Regions from separate parts of the Mus musculus genome. Here all the other regions are linked to region 6. Evidence: chromatin contacts called from public HiChIP or PLAC-seq and promoter capture Hi-C data. All regions are on one chromosome and are shown on one strand. The core of a region is the stretch at or near the end of the contact, and the rest is flanking DNA. Distances in the headings are between cores, read along the strand shown. Region 1 holds the start of Phf21a (PHD finger protein 21A). Region 2 holds the start of Ext2 (exostosin glycosyltransferase 2). Region 3 holds the start of Alkbh3 (alkB homolog 3, alpha-ketoglutarate-dependent dioxygenase). Region 4 holds the start of Accs (1-aminocyclopropane-1-carboxylate synthase (non-functional)). Region 5 overlaps Ext2 (exostosin glycosyltransferase 2). Region 6 holds the start of Prdm11 (PR domain containing 11). Region 7 overlaps Ext2 (exostosin glycosyltransferase 2).

Region 1 (2,700 bases), core at 39-2,538, 860 kb before region 6:
AAGAACTTAGGAATAAAAAACATGGAGAGGGGGGCAGAAAGCAGCAATAAATAAAGGTGAGCGAAGGACCCCGTCCCCCGCCCCTCCCCGGAGCTAGAGTGGGACTCGGCACGGCTAATAAAGTGGTTCAAGGGTAGTTATTTGCAAAGGGGGCGGGGTGGCCGGGGATTGCATGTTGCATTCGACTTGAGCTTGCATCTTCTCCTGTTGCCTGGACCACTCGCTCCCCCATTGCAGTGCTTCCTCCTCGCTCCTGCCTCCTTTCCACCCCCACCCCTGCAAACTGCTGTTGCACTGGAGGGAGTTGGGGTTGCTCGGGAGCCCCCCAGCAGCTCTCAACGGCGGGAGGGGACCGGGGCTCGGGCCTGGCCGGGGCTGCGACGCGGCGGCGGGCCGGGAGTTTGGCGGCCGCTCGGCCCCAGCGCCGCCGCCGCCGCTGCACCGGAGTTTGGCTGCTGCTGCCCTACTTCACTCTAGTTTAGTTTCACTCACTTTACATCCGGGTTTTTTCCCTAGGCAATGGGTGCCGCAGCACACCCCGTTCCTTAGGCAAAGTGAAATAAATTCGCCGCACCGACACGTCAAGTAGTCCGCCCGCCCGAGCGCCGCCGCGGGCCCCCGCCGCCGCCCCGTGCCCCCGTGGGGGTCCCCGGCGCCTCCCGCGAGCGACGGGCTCGCACGCAGGGGCGCGGGGCGGCCCGGGACCGTCGCGGTCCAGCTCCGCCCGGCCCCCCGCCCGCCCGCCCGCTCTTCCCTCGTCCCCGCTTCCCCAGCTCCAGTCCCTCTCGCCCGGCTCTCGGGAGCGGCGGGGGCGCGCACGGCGGCGGCGGCGGGCCGGCGGGGCCGCGCGGCGGGCTCCCGCGCGGGCGAGTGTGTCTGGGCCTGGGCGGAGGGATCCCCGGGCTGAGGCGGCGGAGGTGCTGCGGCCCGGGGCCGGGTGGTGAATGGGCTGGTGGTGCTCGCTGCTGCTGCTGAGAGGAGGAGGAGGAGGATGAAGAGTTGGGCTTGTTTGTCTCCCACAGTTTCTCTCCTGCTGCTCTGATTCCTCCCTCCCCATTCCGGCCCGGGGCCTGTGTGTGTCTCTCCTGGAGGAGGAGGAGGCTCCAGTTCCTCCCCCCCACCCCCTCCTCCCCACCCCCCCTTGCCTGGGGAAGAGGAGGAAAGAAACAGCCCAGAGAGAGAGAGAGAGAGAGAGAGAGAGAAAGAGAGAGAGTGTGAGTGAGTGAGAGAGAGGAGAGGAGGAGGAGGAGGGAGAAGGGAACAACCTACCATCTTAACACACTAATATCTAAAAAGTGCGAGAGGCCCAGAGCAGCAGCAGCAGAAGCAGCAGCGGCAGCTCCAGCCTCTTCCCTCCCTCCCCATGAAGAAGAGTTCCCTCCTCCTCCTCCTCCTGCTTCTCCTGCTCAGAGTTCCTGCCTCCAGCTGCCAGGGGGGACAGCCAGCCAGCAGCAGGAGGGTGCAGTATCCCAGCTTTTTCCATTCTCTCTTTTCCTCACTCTCTCTCTCTCTCTCTCTCTCTCTCTTTTTTTCTTGAGTAGCTCTATTTCTCCTCCCTCCCCCTTCCCCCCCTCCCTCTCTCCCTCTGTCTTGTCTCTGGTGTTTGTCTCTGGGAAGGAGCAGGGGCTGCTTGCTTGGAGTTTGTTGTGGGGGGGAGGTAGGGGGAGGGGAGGGGTGTGTGGGAGGGAGGAGGGAAAGGGGGTGTTCTTGTCAGGACCCCTCAGTCAACTTGAGATTTCAGCAATAACTTCCCCTTCGGGGCGCCCCCCTGCGTGCCCTTTTCCTATTCCTCTCCCCCCCCCCTCCAGGAAAAAAAAAAAGACAATGGGAATACCTCGTCTCCCCCCTTCCTCCCCTCTGCCCTCCACCCCTCCCTAGGATAGATTGGAAGTAAGTTTATGAGCAGCCTCGGGAGCCTGGGCGCTGAGTACAGGGCCAGAGCGGGTGACAGGGGCGGCGCGTCGGGGGTGGCGGCGAGGGGGCGACACAGAGTCCCCGTGGGGGGTCGGGCTGGGGGGCCGCAGGGGCGGGGGGCGCGGGCCGAGGCCGCCCCCCGCGAGTGCCTGCGGCCAGGGGATGGCCGCCTGGGCCCCTTCCCCACCCCCACCCCCTGGGATGCTGTCGGGGGGAAGTTTTTATTATGGTTATTTAATTTTAAAAAATATTTTTTTGGGAAAACCATCTTGTTTGGTGACTGAGAGATCTGGTTTAAAAAAAAAAAAAAAAAGCTGCGGCTGCTGACGCTGCCGGGCCCGAGTGTGTGTGAGTGAGTGTGTGTTGGTGCATTTGTCTTGGGTGGCCGGAGCAGCGTTGGGGAAATTCCGCTTATTCTTCTTCTTCTGCAACTTGTTATTCCGAGGAGTCCGCCTGCACCCCTCACCCTGGGGCGGCCCTCCCGCCGTCGCCGCCGGCCGGCCGCCCCGGGACCCCGCGCGGGCCGGGGACTCGCAGGCCCCTCAGAGAGGGGCCGCGGCCGCCCCTCCCCCCCGGGCCGCGGGGGGAGGGGCGCGCGGAGTGGGACTCTTTCCGTTTGGTCCAGCCCCGCGGTGCACGCAGTTCCCAACACTTCTCGTCATCCTCTCTCTGCTCTCTTTATTCTGCTGAGCGGTGCTGTTAGGATTTCTTTCTCTCTCTCTCTTCGCTCGCTCTCTTTTTTTTCCTACCTCCTCTTCCTCCCTTGACCACGCTCGCAATGGTGGG
Region 2 (2,700 bases), core at 167-2,666, 780 kb after region 6:
CTCAATTAAAAAAAAAGAAATTCTGGAACGATTCATCCAGATTCAGAGAACTGAGTCACTGGAAATGACTCTAACACCCATCTACAGGCAGGGTGAGCCACTCGCCCCGTTCCTGGAATTGCTCCTTCCTAACACTGGCCTGAAACACCTTTCTTCCAAGCTCCGGGCTATAGCCAATCCACTCAGCCCAGCATTCCAAGTCACAATTTCCTGTTGTCTTAGCCTTTTTAGAGCTGTCCTGCCCGCTGAACAGCCTGCCACCGCTACACAGGAATGCTTCTGAAAGCAAAGAAGGCAAACAGACACAAACTTACGGTGCACAGCCATGACAGGATTAGAATTAGAGTTCCAGTGTGGCTCATTACCTCCAAAAAGGGTTTCCAATATAAAGACACTGTTTGACTGACCGTGGCAGTTACATCACGGTGAATACGTTAAGTACCCAAGTGAACACTTACCCTACACATGTGCATTTAGTATGTGCTACTTCATCCTCCTGACAGCACTGTGTGACAAACTTCTGAACCTCCCTGTGGTGGAGAAAGGTCAAGAGCAAGGCTAAGAACTTCCAGGGTTCCACAACAGAACTCCAAGGCTGGGCTTCAGCGCCCAGCAGCCTGGATCCTCAGATGACTACACAGGCTCTATAGAGCAACTAGGAGGTTTAAGTCAGGGAAAGTGACTGTAATAAAAACTCAACCGTGTTTATTATTCCCGTGAATCGCCTTGAGTTCCAGAGTACACACAAAGTTCAATTACACTACTTAGAACTAATGGCTGACTTTTAAAAATTGAAATGGACCTGCCCTAGACTCAAGACAACATCCACACTCCCTAAGTGATAGGGCGCTTCCAGATTGGCACCTGATAAGTGACACCAAACCATTATTTGACTCTCAAAACTGGACACTGTTCCCAGCATCCGGAGCGCATCTCCCAACGCTCGGAGCCAGTGGTTCCTTCCTGAGCCACCCTCTCCACCGCGTCCCACCCAGAACATGCACTGGACGACACCGGTCCTGGACAGCCAAGGTGTAAGGCCTTCCTGGGAGGACTCGGGTCCCACAACGCCCGATTACAACAGGAAGCAGAGGTTCTGGACAGGAGGTCAGGCCTGGGGACCGGGGCACAGGTACAGCAGGGGCCGCGGTGCAGCGCTGCGGCGCTCCTGCAGCCCCGGGGCTCCCAGAGGCCCAGCCCCGAGGCCCACCCGGCCGCCCGCGCGCCGCGCTCACCTCGGAACCGGCCGCTTCCCGCTCGGCCCCGCGCTCCGTCACCGGCTCTTGCCGCGGGCCGCGAGCCACGGCTGTGTCGGATCGCGCGGTGACGGGAGCCCGCCGCCAGCACCAGGTACCCTGGAGCCAGCGGGGAAGCCTGCGCCGGCCTCCAGTTCCCCACGGCTGACACGGCGCGCACTGCGCATGCGAAGCGGTAGCGCCGCGCCCCCTGCTGGACAGGAGGAGTCAGCGCACGTGAGCATTCCCGTTCGGGGCAAAGGCAGAGTGACAGCCAGGCGCACCAAGCTCTGGGATAAAACTGTGGAAAAGGCAAGCATTTGGGTCAGGCGTGGTGGCTTATATCCATAATCTCAGCACAGCAGAAGGATCACTCACTAGTTCCAGGCTAGCTTAGCCATAAAGAGACAATCTACAACTCTGCAAAGCATAGTTAGGCCCCCAGGGCAATTTGGCAGTATCCATCAAGGTGTAAAAAAAAAAAAAAAACTCCCTAGCCCTGCAATTCCAACCAACCTTCTTTGTAGTTTACCCTGCAGAAAGTCTCACCACTTATTGAAACATTCACCAGCCGGGCGAGGTGGCGCACGCCTTTAATCCCAGCACTCGGGAGGCAGAGGCAGGTGGATTTCTGAGTTCGAGGCCAGCCTGGTCTACAAAGTGAGTTCCAGGACATCTCCTGGCTATACAGAGAAACCCTGTCTCGAAAAACCAAAAAAAAAAAAAAAAAAAAAAGAAGAAGAAAGAAAAGAAAGAAAGAAACATTCACCGCACTATTTCTAATACTAGCAAGAAAGTAAACTGTAGGATTATGGAACAACGGAGAAGGAGTCGTCATACCAGTCAGCAAGGTAATATCTCCAAGACAGGCTAATGAGAAGCCACAGTCCCTTAAGAAGGGACAAGCACGATCACTTTTAGTTAAAATGTGCTTGTGCAAAATCAGAAGAGAGAAAATGTGTGAGCAGATGCTTGTGTCCAGGTGTAAGTATAATATTTTTCTGGGAAAAAAATCCAGCCGGGCAATGGTGGCGCACGCCTTTTATCCCAGCACTTGGGAGGCAGAGGTAGGCGGATTTCTGAGTTCGATGCCAGCCTGGTCTACAGAATGAGTTCCAGGACAGCCAGGGCGACACATAAAAACCCTGTCTCGAAAAACAAAACAAAACAAACAAACAAACAAAAATCCAAGACGCAGTTATAAAATTTTGGAAGTAACTGGAGCGGCATGCATAGTGGCATCTGTCACAAGGCAGCAAAAAGCTGAGTGACAGTTACTGAAAGGCTAATGAGGCAACCCAGCTTGCCATTGCTGGCTGTAGTTCTTCATCTGTCCACGAGATGCGAATGCATTTTGGTCCCGATTGTACTTTAGCGCCACCTCGTGGATATTGTTACTTACAGCTTAAATACCCACAGAGATTACTGTCTGGAGACCTAGGAAGACTTTCCTCACCAACAAAGA
Region 3 (2,700 bases), core at 94-2,593, 960 kb after region 6:
CAGTTATGAAGAGTAGATTTTAAATATTTCCATCACAAAAAGGTATACGAGGTAAGAGATGTATTAATTTGATGCATTCATTCTATATCAAAAGCATATATCAAAATGTCACAGAATACCATAAATAAGAACAATGATTTGTCAACTTTAAAATTAAGTTTGAAATGAAAATCTAAAATATCCATGTACCACTTTTAAAACTACAATTTAGGAAAGACTCTATTTCTATGTTTATAACAAGCAGCAAAGGGTAAGATATGCTAATATGTATAGAGATCAGAAGGTTTAGTGACTTACAGAGACACTCAGGAAATCAATACTGATGAAAAGTTCAACTCTTGTCAGGTTCCAGCCTTGAGCTAATCAAACCCCCTATAATTTTGCCCAAAGGTTACCCTATAGCAAATACAGAATTCTTAAGGGTCAGGTCACATGTTCGGAACCTGCGAGCCACTTCTTTATGAGTCTAGGAAAGCTTCTAGCTCTCAAAGACAGTCCACTCATATGACTGCTTACACCACAGGTTCCCAGGCCTCGTCTCCTAGACCTTCCGATCCAACAGAGCTCAGGGCTCTGCTTAAATCTCCTTAGGACGTAGAAATGATGGTTTACAGGCACATACCAGTAATCCCAGCATCCAGGAGGCCTGAGCTAAATACTGAGACCCCGTCTCATCACCGACAACCCATCAAGTGCTTATCATTTACCAGGTAGGGCCTTGGAGAAGATGTCGATTCCCTCAAAAAGTTAATGACACAATCAAATCCAACTCTCCGGGCTTACCGAATGTGTGAAGGAAACCCTCGTGTATCATATTCTCGGAGACCTAAAGGCATAAGACTAGTGGGGGTCAGTGAAGGCCTCTGACCTGCTCACCTTGACGTGACTTGTTTAAGGCAAGTGGTGAACAGAAATTCCAGAGTGCTGTCTGAGACTTCCTGAGTGCTGTCAGTTCGAGGAGTCCCAGAACTTAATAGGTCCTAACAAAGGTCCCGCCACCCTGGAACTCCAAGCCTGAAAACCTTAAAAAGAACAAGGGCTCTGGCAGGTGCAGGAACTTGCTTGGAATGCACAGATCTATCCCGTCCCGCCAGCAAACCCCGTGGCAGCGGACGCCACCGTCTGACCTCAGGCCTCTCCCTCAAGCAGGAGACAGTCCCGCCCTCGAGGCTGAGGTACAGAGAAATGGCTAACAGCCTTCTGATGGCCCAGAAACGGACCCTCGGGCAGTCCTCACACGCCTGCCCCCGGCTCGCGGCCAGCAAGCCAGGAAGGAGCTGGGCGCCCCGGACCAACCTGGCTGGGCCCTGAGCAGAGGTCCCGACACGACCCTAATCAGCCGTCTGGACGCCGGGGAACCTTCAGAGTGAGGCACCAACTCCTGCAACGTCCAACCACAGGCCTCCGTTGCGCGTAGTTCCTCTTAGGTGACATACTGCCACCGCTTCCGCTTCCGGTGGGTAGCCCGGAGTCCGGGTTGCCCCGCATCCCTGGCAACTAAAGGGCCGGGTGGAGACGCTGAAGGGAATATGGTCGGAATGGGAACTGGAGTCAGGGGCACATGTGGGGATGAAGATGAGCCTCCTAGGCCTAGGTCCTCAGGAAACTAGTTCCCGAAACCAGTGCTGGCATCTTAGGTCTGTTGTGCAAAGGGCAACCGCACTCTCCCGGAACTTGTACTGATCCGGGAGTAGGGAGGACTGGGACATGCTGGGTTCTGCTATAGAATTCTCTCCTTACCTTGAAAACCATGAAGAGTCTAAGGTGCGCTTTGTTCTCAACGTAGCGCGCCCGTCTTTTCTACACAGCATTTACGCTGGGACGTGAGAGCATGCCTTATTTATCTGAGTTCCTCAGTGCTAAGGAAACTTTACTTGAGTCCACAGATCTGTCTAAATTTCATTCCAATGCCACCATTTGGGGCAAGTGCATTGCTTACTTTTTAAGTGGTCCTGTTAAGTGGGATTAAATGAGACAGCAGCGTCTGGACCACTATAGAAATCTAATAATTCACGATAGCTAAAGTGCCTTCTCACGCATCTGACCTCTTCACAAGCTTCTTTAAAGAGATCAGGTTAAGCCATGTCTCTTATAATTTGACAACTCTGACTGTAGCACCAAGTCAACTATTTTCTGTCAAATATTATTCTCTAAAATTTACCAAAACACAATCATTGTGGAGATCTTTCAAATAAGCCTGATTCTGTCAGGGTATCGGTAAAGGCTCCTTAAGAAAAATCCCCACTCGTCAAAAGAATAGAATCACCTGGCCAAAGAATGACCCCTAGGAAGGTAGGCTTACCTGAAGTAACACTAAAGAGATAAGTGGACTTATTAGTACTTTAATGAGACACTGTACTTCCTTTCTCCGATTCCCACCCTCTATCTCCGTCACTTAAGGAACATGGCCACGCCGGTTCCAAGCCTTCCTGCTTTTCTAAATTACCTAGAGAAACAACAACAAAAACTAAAAACAGCAGCAACAACAAAAACCATAGCTTACCTTTCTTGCTGTCCCTCCTGTAAGCATGCTTCTTTTAGGACTTCAGACTTTTGCCAGCATTTGATGTCCCCTTACTCTTTCTCTGATGCTTCCCTCTCTTACATGACAACGGCTGCCTTCCACTCAGTGACTGACCTCCATGCCCACTTAACACGGAATCCCCACCCCCTATTCTCTTCCTTGGGGCGGCTGTCTAC
Region 4 (2,700 bases), core at 137-2,636, 800 kb after region 6:
GCATTTTACACTTTACTGCCTAGGCTGGTTGCGCTCTCTCTCTCTCTCTCTCTCTCTCTCTCTCTCTCTCTCTCTCTTTCCTGGTTTTCCCCTGAGGTTGCCTGATGCTGGCCTTGAACTCTTGTCCTCAGGTGATCCTCTTTTCTCAGCCTCCCTAGTAGCTGGAACTAAGATATCTGCCTCTTCTTGCAAGCTGTGTATCATCCCTTGTGTCCTTATCCAGTTAAACACTTCAACAAACACAATCTGTTGAGGACCTGTGAGCACCACACCAGGCTGGCTACATAGAAACGAAGCTAATCTACTGTGGCTTTAGCTTGCAGCATTTCTGCATTTGTTTCTCCTTTCGGCAGCCTCAGGGATCACCAACAATCTTTCCCCCTGCTTGCTCACCTCAGTTTCAGAACACCAGGCTATTTCCCAAGCAGATCACTGCTACAGTTCTGGACTTCTTGTGTGATGGGTGGATAGGAGCAGAAGGTGGTGGGAAGTGGGGGTGGGGGTGAAAGGGGAGTAGGAGTTACAAGTGCAGGCACTCCTGGATCCTGTCTCTACTCACAAAGGACACAAGGGCCGCAGAGGAGGGTCTCCTGCCTACCAAAATGTAGGAGCCTCCTAAGGATTCCTCTGTCATGCCGCACCTGCGCTCTGGTGGACCAATAACCATCTCAAAGAATAACAGTGAGGACCTGAGGGCGATAAAGCACTCATACCAAACTCTGGCTAGTGGCCAAAAGTCTAAAATATGAATCACTCTATCACAAATGCTCTCTGATTTCCCTGTCTCAAGGTACAAGTCTTACTTGGTAGATGGTTGATGGGGACACAGAAAATGCCCTCCCCTCCCGCAGTTTACTTTTGTTTTGCAAATCTTGGGGTCCTCCCCAAGGTGGCGGGACTCAGCAAAGCACACGCCTGCTCCACCGATAGCCTAGATCCGAGGAAAAACATCACCAAATGCTCGGGCTGTGGACAACGCGGTACAGACCTAAATGCAGCCAGAACCCAGCAGGAGCTCAAGGCGCTGTAGTCAATCAGGCCTAGTGATCTCACCAGCCCAACCAAGACAACAAAGACAGAATGGTCTGCAGGGCCCGCCAGGGGTTTCCGGGCCTCAGAGACTTCCAGACCTAAGGGCAGGAAGCGATCAAGAGCACCGCGGAGCGAACCCGGCCCCTTCGGTGCACTGTGGCGGATACAGCACCTACTTTGGACCTTGGGTTTTCACGCGCGCGATATTCTCCGGATCGGACTTCCGTGATACCGGAGCAGCCTGCCCCCTGGCGATCTGGCGGGAACACAGGGAAGGAGTCTGTGCCCTGACTCCTGGTCACAGAAGAGGAAGCTCCGGTCTTCAGCACTTCCCTGTCTGCCAGAAACTGGAGTCCGAACTTAGAAATGGGAAAGAAACAGAGGGGTGGAGGATCTTGGTTAAGACAAGGCCACGCCCACTCCATTCCTTCTCTCATTGGCTGAGCTCAGATACCTCTAGCTTTTCGGACACACTTGCTCAGAGCCGCTGAAACACCAATCTTCCTGGGCATTACCTAAGCATGAGATCTCCCCGCCATCTATTTGTAAAGGCTTCTCTCAAGGCCCGGAAAAAAAAGATTTACAAAAGAAATATAGAAAAGTATCGACATGTATATGTATATTCATATGGCCATGGGAACACCCAGGAATGAATAGCTCTCAAAGGGGGACTTCTTTGAATTCCAGTCTATACTAAATAGATTTTTAGAGATGTGAGGAGACAAAGGAAAAACTTCAATTCCAGGTACTAGAAAAAAATGCAAGAAAGCAACGAGAAGTTGTAAGTCGTTTTCACTGTGTGCCTGCAGAGGCATGCCAAATTGAGTGCAAATACCAAATCGAATAACTCCACCTCTTATAGTTATGCTAGGAAACAACCTCTTGTCAAACACAGACCAGGAGGCTCAGACCGATAGATAACGATCTATGCAAATATAATACTGCCACCTATAAGCCTCCCAGAGTCAGGAGCATAATCTAGGTAGTTTAACAGTGGCTATGCTCACACAGGAGACACTGCGCGCCAGTGATGGCTAAGTTGACAAGGTAGCATGCCTCCGTAGTTCCAATCTGTCACAGAAGTTGTGGTGGTTTGGATGAGAATGCCCGCCCCCAGGCTTATGTTTTTGAATATTTGGTTCCCGTTTGGTGGACTGTTTAAGAATTATAAAGTGTGCTTTTGTTGGCAAATGTGTGGCCTTTGAGGTTTCAAAAGCCACGCCCCGTCTCTTTCTCTGCCTTCCGCCTGAGGATCATGTAAGTTCTTAGCCACTGCTGCAGCACCATGCCTGCCTGTCACTGCACTCCCCTCTGGATCTGTAAGCAAGCCCCTAGGTAAATGCTCCTTTTTATAAATGTCCTTGGTATGGGTCACTCTTCCAAGAAAAACACCAAGACCTATTGAGGTGCTTACTAAGGACAGAGGAAATACAGAAGAGTAGGAGAGGAAGGTAGTTATACACACCAGCTCAAACCAACTGCTGAAGTGAGGATTGTGATCGACGTGACCGTTTCTGTCACATTGTGTTAAGACTGTGTTTGTACAGATATTTGTTTTCTTTTGTCAAATCCCTTATCATGTAATGCTAACATCAAATTAAGATAATATCAGTGGTTGTCATATTTAAGTTATGAGATACTCAAAGAATGCCCCTCAAGGGAATATTG
Region 5 (2,700 bases), core at 146-2,645, 760 kb after region 6:
GGGTGAAAGTTCTGTTGGGTTGGCTTCTTGACTGGTGTCTGGGAACTTGGACTGGAGATGGTTCCCATCACCCACAGAACTGGTAAGAGAGGTTCACTGTGCCCAAAACATACAAACAAGACTGTATGTGCCAGGCAGGCCAGCCTATCCCATGCTACATTGACGTGCCAAATTGAAGATCCTGGGTACATGACAAAAACTTGCTTGCTCTACAGGAACCCAGTGGCCCACACAGACCACCCATCCAGAATGTAACCAGATCCTGCCTTGGAACAGGGTGCTGAAGTACAGCAGCTTTCCTAGCCTCTGAAGGCTCTATGAGAACTGTTTGTGAAGAGTTGGGGATTTTAGTACATGCCTGTAATCCTAGCACTTGGAAGGCAGAGTTGGGAGACTTGCACAAGTTCAAGGCCAGACTAGTCTGTAAAGTGAATTCCAGGCCAGCCTGAACTATAGAATAAGAACCTCTCTTAAAAGAATTATCTGTAAAGTGTGCATAGAGGCCCACACCTCTAATCCTAGCAGGTATAAAAGAAAGATTATAAACTGAAAGCCAGCCTGGACTACATAGTGAAACTCTTTCAAAAAAGTAAGGGCTACAAATGTGTAGGTCTGTGGCAGAACTTGTCTAGTGTACAAAAGGCCTTGGGTTCAATCCCAAACCCTGTAGGGGGAAAAAAAGGCAAAGAATTTCTTTAATATTTTCATTTTGATAATTAAAATAGTATATGAATAGTTTTATTTTGTTCACATTTAATGATGAATATTAATTTAAAAACATTAATACCTGCTAAGGTTTAAACATTCCTAACAAAATTTATGCTGACAATTTTATGTTTTTGTTTTTTGTTTTTCTGTTTTTTGTTTTTGTTGACAGGGTTTCTCTGTGTATCCCTGGATGTCCTAAAACTCACTCTAGACCAGGCTGGCCACTAACTCAGAGATCTGTCTGCCTCTGCCTCTGCCTCCTGAGTGCTGGGATTAAAGCCACCACTGCCTGACTCATGCTAAAATTTAACTCACACTGTGAAAAGTGAAGAAGTTGGAGACATCTGACTATGGTCTGTGGAGGTGAGACCCCTGGAAGGGGCTTACAGTTAAATGAAGCCATCAGGGTAAGGCCCTAGCTCAGTGGGTCTGCAGCTCTATAAGAAAAGAGGAAGAGGCCCAGATAGGAGAGTCTGACTCACTGTATTGTATCAAAAATAACTAAAGTGTAAAGGGTTTTCAGTTAAAAAAAAGTTGCAAAGTTAGAGAACTCAGTTTACCTACTTCAAAGTTTAGTACAAAGCCCAAGTAGCCGAGTCAGCGAGGTACTTCCACAGGACTCACACACAGACAAGGGTAGACAATCCAAAAATAAGGCCTTCTTTTACAGCCAGGTGAATCTCAACAAGGGTCTAAGAATACAGGCATGGTGCTGAGGCCACTGGGCGTGCAGGAGAATGGTTCTCACCCTACCTCACACTCAAAACACATCACAATCATAAAACCACACAAACTCTTAAAAGAAAACATCTGTAAACCTACCAGAAGCTTGATATGGCAATGGTTTCTCCTTTTAATATTGCCATTTACACCAAAAGTACAATAACCTAAGCAAAAAATCCGATCAGCTGGGGCCTGGGAGACACTGAGGCAGGAAAGAGCGTGCAGTGAAAGCACAAGGACCTGAATTCAGTACCTAGCACTCATGTGAAACGCTGTGTGGTGGCATGTGCCTGCACGCCTGCTGCTGGGGAGACAGACAAGGCATTCCAGAGGCTCCCTGGCCAGCCGGACTCTAGGACCTGGTGAACTCCAGACTCAGTGATACCCTGTCTCAAACATAAGACTCAGTGATGCCCTGTCTCAAACATAAGGTTTGCAAGCATAAGGAGAACAGGAAAGGAAGATACCTGAGTTCAGCCTCAGGCCTCCAAATACAAGTACAAATGTCACCCCTAACCTTGGAAAAAGATAGTGAGACAGAGACAGACAGAAAGGAACACAGAGAGCAAGACAGACAGATAGACAGACAGACAGACAGACAGACAGGGAGAGGGAGGGAGGGAAATTGTACTTCCTTAAAAATAGAACCTTTTGTACCTTAAAGGTCACTCACTATTAAGAAAGTAATGAGCAGCCTACAGAACAGGAGAGAATATTTGCAAATCACATACCCAACAAGGCAGCCATGCCTGGACTATATAAAAATTCTTAAAATTCTACAATAAGAAGACAATTCAATTTCAAATGAGCAAATAATATGAGCAGGCATTTTTCCAAAGTAGTCATATAAATGGCCATAAGCCTAAGAGACACTTAGCAGCACGGTCACTATGGAGACACAATGTGCAGCCCCAGTGCCCTAGGGTGGCCCAAGTCAAAGCTCAGACAATGACAGAGCTGCAAAAGACCACGAGGACTAGAAACCTTAGACAGGGTTGGTGAGCAGTGCCACAGCTTTTGAGAACTGGCCTGGTGTTTCCTCTACTAGTTACAAGAGAATTGCCACATGGCTCAGCAATGCCGCTCTCACTATAAAGCCAGGTAACTGAAAACGCAGGCTTCTACAGATTAGAAAGTCCACGGCAGTATATTCACACAGCTAAACATTAGAAATAATCACGAGCGCCATCCACTGATGGTGGGCGACTCAAGCGTGGTGCAGACACACAATGAAGCACCCATGAGGAGAAAAGTACCCATTCTGGGTGT
Region 6 (2,700 bases), core at 91-2,590:
GCAGAGACCATACTCCGCTCCCCAGGGATGAGGGGGATATGGGACTTCTGACCCATACACCCTACACCATCAACCAAGACCTAGGAAAGTCCCTGCCTTCCTCTTCGGGGGACAGGGGTGCCACGGGAATCACACTTCATGGAAAACTATTCTGCTTCAGATAGACAAAACTCCCAAAGTTTATAGGGTTCTCAAGATGAAAAGAAGGCTCCCTTCACTGCTCGCAGTCCCCACGCACAAAGGACTGGGCGTGCTTCTTTCTGATCACTCTTAATCACAGACCACGGCTGTCCTCCACACGAAGCCATGGTCAAAAAAAACAAAAGACAGACTTTCCTTCTCTAGGTCATCAACTGATTCTAAGGGTCTGAGCTCCAACTCAGATGGGCTCAAGACACTAGCAACTTTTTGCCTTATTAGCCCAAGGCTGCTCAGTAGTCCCTGCAGCGACTTGCCTAGGGCACGCTGGCCTTGACAGAGGAAGGTCATTGGCCACCAAGTTTCTGCAGTTTCTGCATCACATAGTACCTTGGGGACCGGGAATGAGGAGGTGGGGGGTGGAGACGACACTCAGGGGCGAATTCCCGAAGAGTCCGTGCTGCAACCAAGACTTAAAATAGATAAAAGGCACGCCCTCCCTCTGCCGCCCCAGGCCCGCGGCAGGTCACAGAGAGGCATGCGGTCCCTAAGCCCCCCAGCCCGGCCCCGAAGCACCGGCGACCGGGTCCCTGCAACTAGGCCAGCGGCTGCATCCCGCCCTCGCCCCGCCCTGCCCCCTGTCTACGCGCTCTCTTTGCGAACGCCGGGCCCGAACAGCCGCTCCCATTGGCCGGCGGCCGCGTCCGTCAGCGCGCGGCGGAGCCGAGGAAAAGGCTACAGTGGAACAAGGCGGGCGAGTGCGCGGAGGAAGGAGGCGGAGGCTGGGCCGCCCGAGGCCCGCGTCGGGCGGTGGCGACGACCTGCGGGCCCGGGCCACCTTGAGACCCGCCCCGCTTCCGGTGCTCCGGTCCGTGCCCCGTCGCCTGCCTGCGCCCCCGCTCCCCAGTGTCCCCGCGCGCTCTTCGCCGCGGCCCCCGCGCCGGTTGGCGAGCCGCCCAGCGTCTTCCGAAGCCATGTTCACGTTCATGGCCACGGTGGCCACCGGGCCCACTCACCTTCGCGGGCTCCCACGCGGGGCGGCGAGCCGGGCCGGGGCCGGGGCGGCGGGACGCGGCGGGACGGGGCGGCCGCGCGCGGGGTCCCCGGCCGGGCAAAGTTTCAGCGCCAGCGGCAGCGCGGCGGCGACTCGCTGCTGCTCTCCTCCCCTGCTTTGACCACCATCTTATTAGTACAGGAAATGACATGGAAAACGGAAGAAAGCGGCGTTTGGGGCAGACGCGGACCCCCCAATTCAGGGGGCCGGAGCCGAGCCTCGCTGAGCCCCGCGTCCCCCGAGCCGGCCCCGCGCGGGAGCTCGCGCGTCCCCGCCGCGCGCCCCACGGGGAGGGCGACGCTGCGGAGGAGGAGCGGGCTGCGCCAACTTTGTGCCTGGGATACTTTCTGGGGGTCGTGCTAGAAAGTTGTGGCGTTTGCGCAAGCCCATCCGAGGGTGCCTCCTGGCTCTGCCCGGCTTCGACGTTGTCGGTCTACAACCCAATAAATAGTCAGAGGGCGATAAATGCGTTTATAATTTTAACCCTTACAGGGTCCTCTTCCGGGCCCCTTTAACCCTTTGGTTGCTCAGCCGTTTGGAAGTATCAACTGAAGTTGGGTAACATGCGTCCCATAGAACACCAAGGGAAAAGGGCCCTGGGGCCTGTGAGAAAAATTAACTATTTACGTGGGGACTAAAGGGTGAGTGTCACTTGCTGTTCAGATCAAAGTACAGTACCAAATCTGAATACAAAGCTGGAACGGGACTGTGTCCTAACTTAACTTGCCTAGTGCCTCATTGTATCCATCTGCAAAATGGCACCCAGCAAGAAAGATAGTGAAGGGATGTAGTAAGGCTGGGGTGTTTAAAGGAAGTGTGAGTGGTCAGAGGGAACCAGAACAACCCTACCCCAAGCCCTTCTTTGTAATGACCCCAAGGGGAGGCTGCTGCAGGGTGGGTTCCCTGGCCGAAGGAGGGCCTCACCTTAGGCTGGAAGTTGCCAAAAAGGATTCTACCTGAGTAAGAGATCTTGGAAGGCCTGCCCAGTGCCAGGTAGTCCAGGAAGGTCCAGATAGTCCCAAGAAGGTGTCACCTCAGGGGAGCCGATTACCCAGGGAAAGGAGCTTCCACCAGGGCGATCCCAGAGGGCTTTCCAAGGTCAAGTACTCCTGAGGATGCTTTGCTTAGGAGACCTGATGGGGGCTGGGACAGGAGGCAACTTCTCTTATTTCTCTTGACCTTGGTAACATAAACGCTTCTTCGGCTCCCTTGTCTGTCACTTGCAGTATGACCTTGAGTGTCTGTAGCTATGACCCTGTTTCCTCTTCTTGCAAAGCTGTAAAGGTCCAGCTGCCAGCTCTAGGGTGAGCCCTGAGGGTGTATGTAAAGAGCCCAGAAGCAGCTGTAATGCTATGGAAATGGCTAGGTGCTTGCTGTGTGTCCACAGTGTAGCTTTCTGAAGCACCGGGTCGTGTGTGGGATATGGATGAAGACCTGGATCTGTGTATCCCATTGTGGCTCCAGCCCAGTCAGAAGTCTGTAGGACTACCTCAAGTTCTAACTAACAC
Region 7 (2,776 bases), core at 270-2,769, 730 kb after region 6:
CCAAGCTGAACTGTGTCCATCCTATAACCTCAGGGTATGTGACACTGCCCAAGCTGAACTGTGTCTATCCTATAACCCCAGGGTATGTGACTATGGAGAGGTGACTTAAAAAGGTGACCAGGTCAAGATGAGCTGGGCAGGGGTGTTGCTCCAATCTGACTTTACCAGAGAATCTGGACACAATGATGCATGAACTCATGAGACCGTGTCTGAAGAGACACAGGGATGGATGGGGGTTGGGGGGCATCGGTGAGCAGGAAGCCTCAGAGAACCCAACACTGCCACTTCATCCTGGACTTGGGTTGCCAGGATGTGAAAAACATCTTTCTGGTGTTCAAGCCATCTGGCTTTTGCTACTTTGCTGTGGCAGCCCTAGCCGACTAACTCAGACATGAACAAGTAGATAATACATACACTAACAGACGCCCACCACCCCACCTCACCCTACCTTGAGACCACTGGATACTTCAGAACAAAGACCTCAGCCTGTACAATTCACAGTTCAGAAACTTCCTTAAACTAGGTATTTAAAAGTTATTTCAGATGATTATCACGGTTCAAAGGGTGCTTAAAAAAAAAAGAATCATAGTACTTCATAAATAAAACTTCACACTTTTTAAACCCCAGGCTTCCAATTCTTCCAATGCTTAGGTCACCGACTCAGCTTCTCTGGCCTGCTTGCTTTCTCTGCAGGAGAGAATGACAGCTACCATTCAAAAGTGGCCAGTTCAGAAGCTGACAGAAACTTGGATCACGAGCTCAGAACCACACCCAAAACACTTCTTATGACCACAGGAGGGCAGAGGGTCAAAGGCAGGTACAGTGTAGCCTTGGTACCGAACACAGACCCCGGCACACTGTCATCTTCTCTCCAAAAGACAATGCAATTATCAACAGTATGCTGTTGGATTCTGGGAAAACAAAGGGCCTTGACTGAGTGAGGTCCCTCCACCCAGGGCCTCATCGAGGCTAAAGACATCACCAGAAGAAGATGGATTTTCCACTAAATATTTTTGGAATGACAAGTTTGGTTCTTTGCCAAAGATGGTAAGCTGAAACCTTCTAATGCCTGTGCCCCAGAGCTGCCTCTAAATAGCAACATTTGGACTCCCGTTCCTTGGGCAGGAGTTACACAGGGACGGGAGGGCAGAGGTGGGAAGGCAACCTCTGTTTTTTCTGTGCTCTTGCAAGATCAAGTTGTTCCTGAAAGAGGGGGCTTGGGGGGTGCTGGGCTATCTTATGACTCCAGCTTGTATGATATGAGGCGTCAGGACAAAACATTCGAGCCCCACGGTCTTTGTGACATCAGTGACACTCCTGGACACTGAGGGCAGCTTGGGATTTGCATGTTTCTGCAGTCTTCGAAACTCTCCCAAAATAAATGCCTTGGGCAAAGTTGGGAGAAAATGGGGTAAGAGAGGGCTCTGTGATCACTCTTAGGAAATACCCCAGGGTGATGACCTCCCGTCCTGTGGGAAACAAGAACGGGTAGAGGAGGAAAGGGGGAAGCCTGAGTCATGCTTCTTGACATGTGACAGACAGGTCCTGAAATAGAAAGCCATAGGTTTCCAGTCTCAGGGGTATCACCTTCAAATATGTCAACGTTCTTAGGGTGGATCAGTTTTCCCAACTGCTGAGGCCCTGCTGTGAGGTGAGGTCCTAAGCAAAACACCAGGCCTGACTGGGAGCCTTTGAGGAGGCAGGAGCCTTGAGGAGTTCAAAGGCAAGGCCGGCCAGTGGCCTGCACCTTCAAGAGACACAGGGGTGAAAGGTTACTAAAGCAGGAGCCACTGACCAATAAAATTATGTTTGCCCAACTCTCTCAACAAAGAGGCTAGAGACTGCATTCTGCCTGCTAAGATTTCGGAGCCATCCTGCTTCCAAATCCCACTGTTATACAGATAAGGAGCTTCTTCAGGGCCCGCAGCTGACCAGCCTTCTATCCCGGCTGGCTTCATGAAAGAGCTGAAAGGTGCATTGGAAACCTTTAATCAAGGTCTGTCATCAAAAATAAACAAATAAGACTACAACTTGGGCCAACCAGCTATAAAGGAATCTGCCTGGGGTGAGATTTCCCGTGTTTGCTATGCTAAAACCAGGAGAAAGAGAGCATGTGTTTGTTTGACTAGAGAAGGTAAATATAAAACAAGCCTTATTCCAACCAGGCCCACTTGAAAGGCCTGCTCCTGTTAATTAAAATAGCGCGCATGCACGCGCGCACACATACACACACACACACACACACACACACCATGTGAACTGACTGAAAAGACAACCAAAAGCTTACTCACCCCAAAGCTACTACTACACTGGCACAGGGCCCTCTCCTGTTTTCTTTAGTGAACATCTGCAGACAGTGGTAGGGAGGTGCTCTTAGGCAGGCTCTTTCTATTGGTATAATGTGAACTCAGCAGTCAGATGATCTTACTGCCCTTTCTACTGTAACACACATTCCAAGGGGAAAAGAAGAGGAGAGTCACTGGTCTACTTGAGTAGAGCCCCAGTCCTCTATGAACTGCTGGCTGCTGGAGAGCCAGCCCCTGCTCTCTTTCTGATGAAGTCTGGGGATCCCAAAGGAAAAGCCTTCTGTCCTTGCGCCATAGCAGGATTCTGAGTAGTGTCGTGTTGGTGGCTCTCTTTTTGCCCCTACCATTTGTCACCTGAGTGAGCTATGAGCTAGGGTGACTGTAGGCTATTACACAAAGGTCTCAAGAAACCTGCCTGTGGTACATTATAGAGAGTTTTCTCATGAGTTCCAAGTGCCTAAACTATGACT

Evidence for each region. Promoter capture Hi-C pulls out the DNA fragments that hold promoters and counts their contacts. HiChIP or PLAC-seq counts read pairs in DNA pulled down with a chosen protein or histone mark. Capture Hi-C pulls out chosen DNA fragments and counts their contacts.
Region 1: a contact with region 6 is called in a promoter capture Hi-C map of pre-B cells, with 2.5 times the contacts expected there. The contact joins the promoter of Phf21a here to the promoter of Prdm11 in region 6.
Region 2: a promoter capture Hi-C map of liver shows a contact between it and region 6, with 4 times the contacts expected there. The contact joins the promoter of Ext2 here to the promoter of Prdm11 in region 6. A contact is called at or near these places in 2 of 39 promoter capture datasets (embryonic stem cells and pre-B cells) and 1 of 9 other capture datasets (liver).
Region 3: a contact with region 6 is called in a promoter capture Hi-C map of pre-B cells, with 2.6 times the contacts expected there. The contact joins the promoter of Alkbh3 here to the promoter of Prdm11 in region 6. A contact is called at or near these places in 1 of 39 promoter capture datasets (pre-B cells) and 1 of 484 Hi-C or Micro-C datasets (B cells).
Region 4: a contact with region 6 is called in an H3K4me3 HiChIP or PLAC-seq map of bone marrow-derived macrophages, with 4 times the contacts expected there. The contact joins the promoter of Accs here to the promoter of Prdm11 in region 6. A contact is called at or near these places in 2 of 39 promoter capture datasets (hippocampal neurons and pre-B cells), 1 of 115 datasets of contacts at active chromatin or transcription factors (bone marrow-derived macrophages) and 2 of 9 other capture datasets (adipose tissue and liver).
Region 5: a contact with region 6 is called in a promoter capture Hi-C map of the HPC-7 cell line, with 3 times the contacts expected there. The contact joins the enhancer-like site here to the promoter of Prdm11 in region 6. A contact is called at or near these places in 5 of 39 promoter capture datasets (the C10 cell line, the HPC-7 cell line, embryonic stem cells and 2 more) and 1 of 115 datasets of contacts at active chromatin or transcription factors (astrocytes).
Region 7: a promoter capture Hi-C map of liver shows a contact between it and region 6, with 2.0 times the contacts expected there. The contact joins the enhancer-like site here to the promoter of Prdm11 in region 6. A contact is called at or near these places in 4 of 39 promoter capture datasets (cranial neural crest, hippocampal neurons, liver and 1 more) and 1 of 115 datasets of contacts at active chromatin or transcription factors (large pre-B cells).

The regions. Positions count from the first base shown.
Region 1 is chr2:92,182,894-92,185,593 of GRCm38.p6, forward strand. Phf21a (PHD finger protein 21A) reads left to right here and starts at 1,289. Exons shown (of 19, transcript NM_001362829.1): 1 at 1,289-1,459.
Region 2 is chr2:93,821,152-93,823,851 of GRCm38.p6, forward strand. It overlaps Ext2 (exostosin glycosyltransferase 2), which reads right to left and starts at 1,417. Exons shown (of 14, transcript NM_010163.3): 1 at 1,236-1,417.
Region 3 is chr2:94,009,387-94,012,086 of GRCm38.p6, forward strand. It overlaps Alkbh3 (alkB homolog 3, alpha-ketoglutarate-dependent dioxygenase), which reads right to left and starts at 1,344. Exons shown (of 10, transcript NM_026944.1): 1 at 1,297-1,344.
Region 4 is chr2:93,848,557-93,851,256 of GRCm38.p6, forward strand. Accs (1-aminocyclopropane-1-carboxylate synthase (non-functional)) reads right to left here and starts at 1,387. Exons shown (of 15, transcript NM_001290782.1): 1 at 1,209-1,387.
Region 5 is chr2:93,801,991-93,804,690 of GRCm38.p6, forward strand. The region is part of intron 4 of Ext2 (exostosin glycosyltransferase 2); the gene reads right to left. Among named protein-coding and RNA genes, the nearest start is that of Ext2, 19 kb to the right of the region's middle. Within about 2 kb of position 1,396, at least 6 of the 459 cell types and tissues checked have an H3K27ac peak or open chromatin away from gene starts, as enhancers often do. A contact at or near this core is called in the HPC-7 cell line, where this site is marked.
Region 6 is chr2:93,044,825-93,047,524 of GRCm38.p6, forward strand. Prdm11 (PR domain containing 11) reads right to left here and starts at 1,341. Exons shown (of 8, transcript NM_001368848.1): 1 at 1,155-1,341.
Region 7 is chr2:93,774,117-93,776,892 of GRCm38.p6, forward strand. All of the region lies in intron 7 of Ext2 (exostosin glycosyltransferase 2), which reads right to left. Among named protein-coding and RNA genes, the nearest start is that of Ext2, 47 kb to the right of the region's middle. Within about 2 kb of position 1,520, at least 81 of the 459 cell types and tissues checked have an H3K27ac peak or open chromatin away from gene starts, as enhancers often do. A contact at or near this core is called in liver, where this site is marked.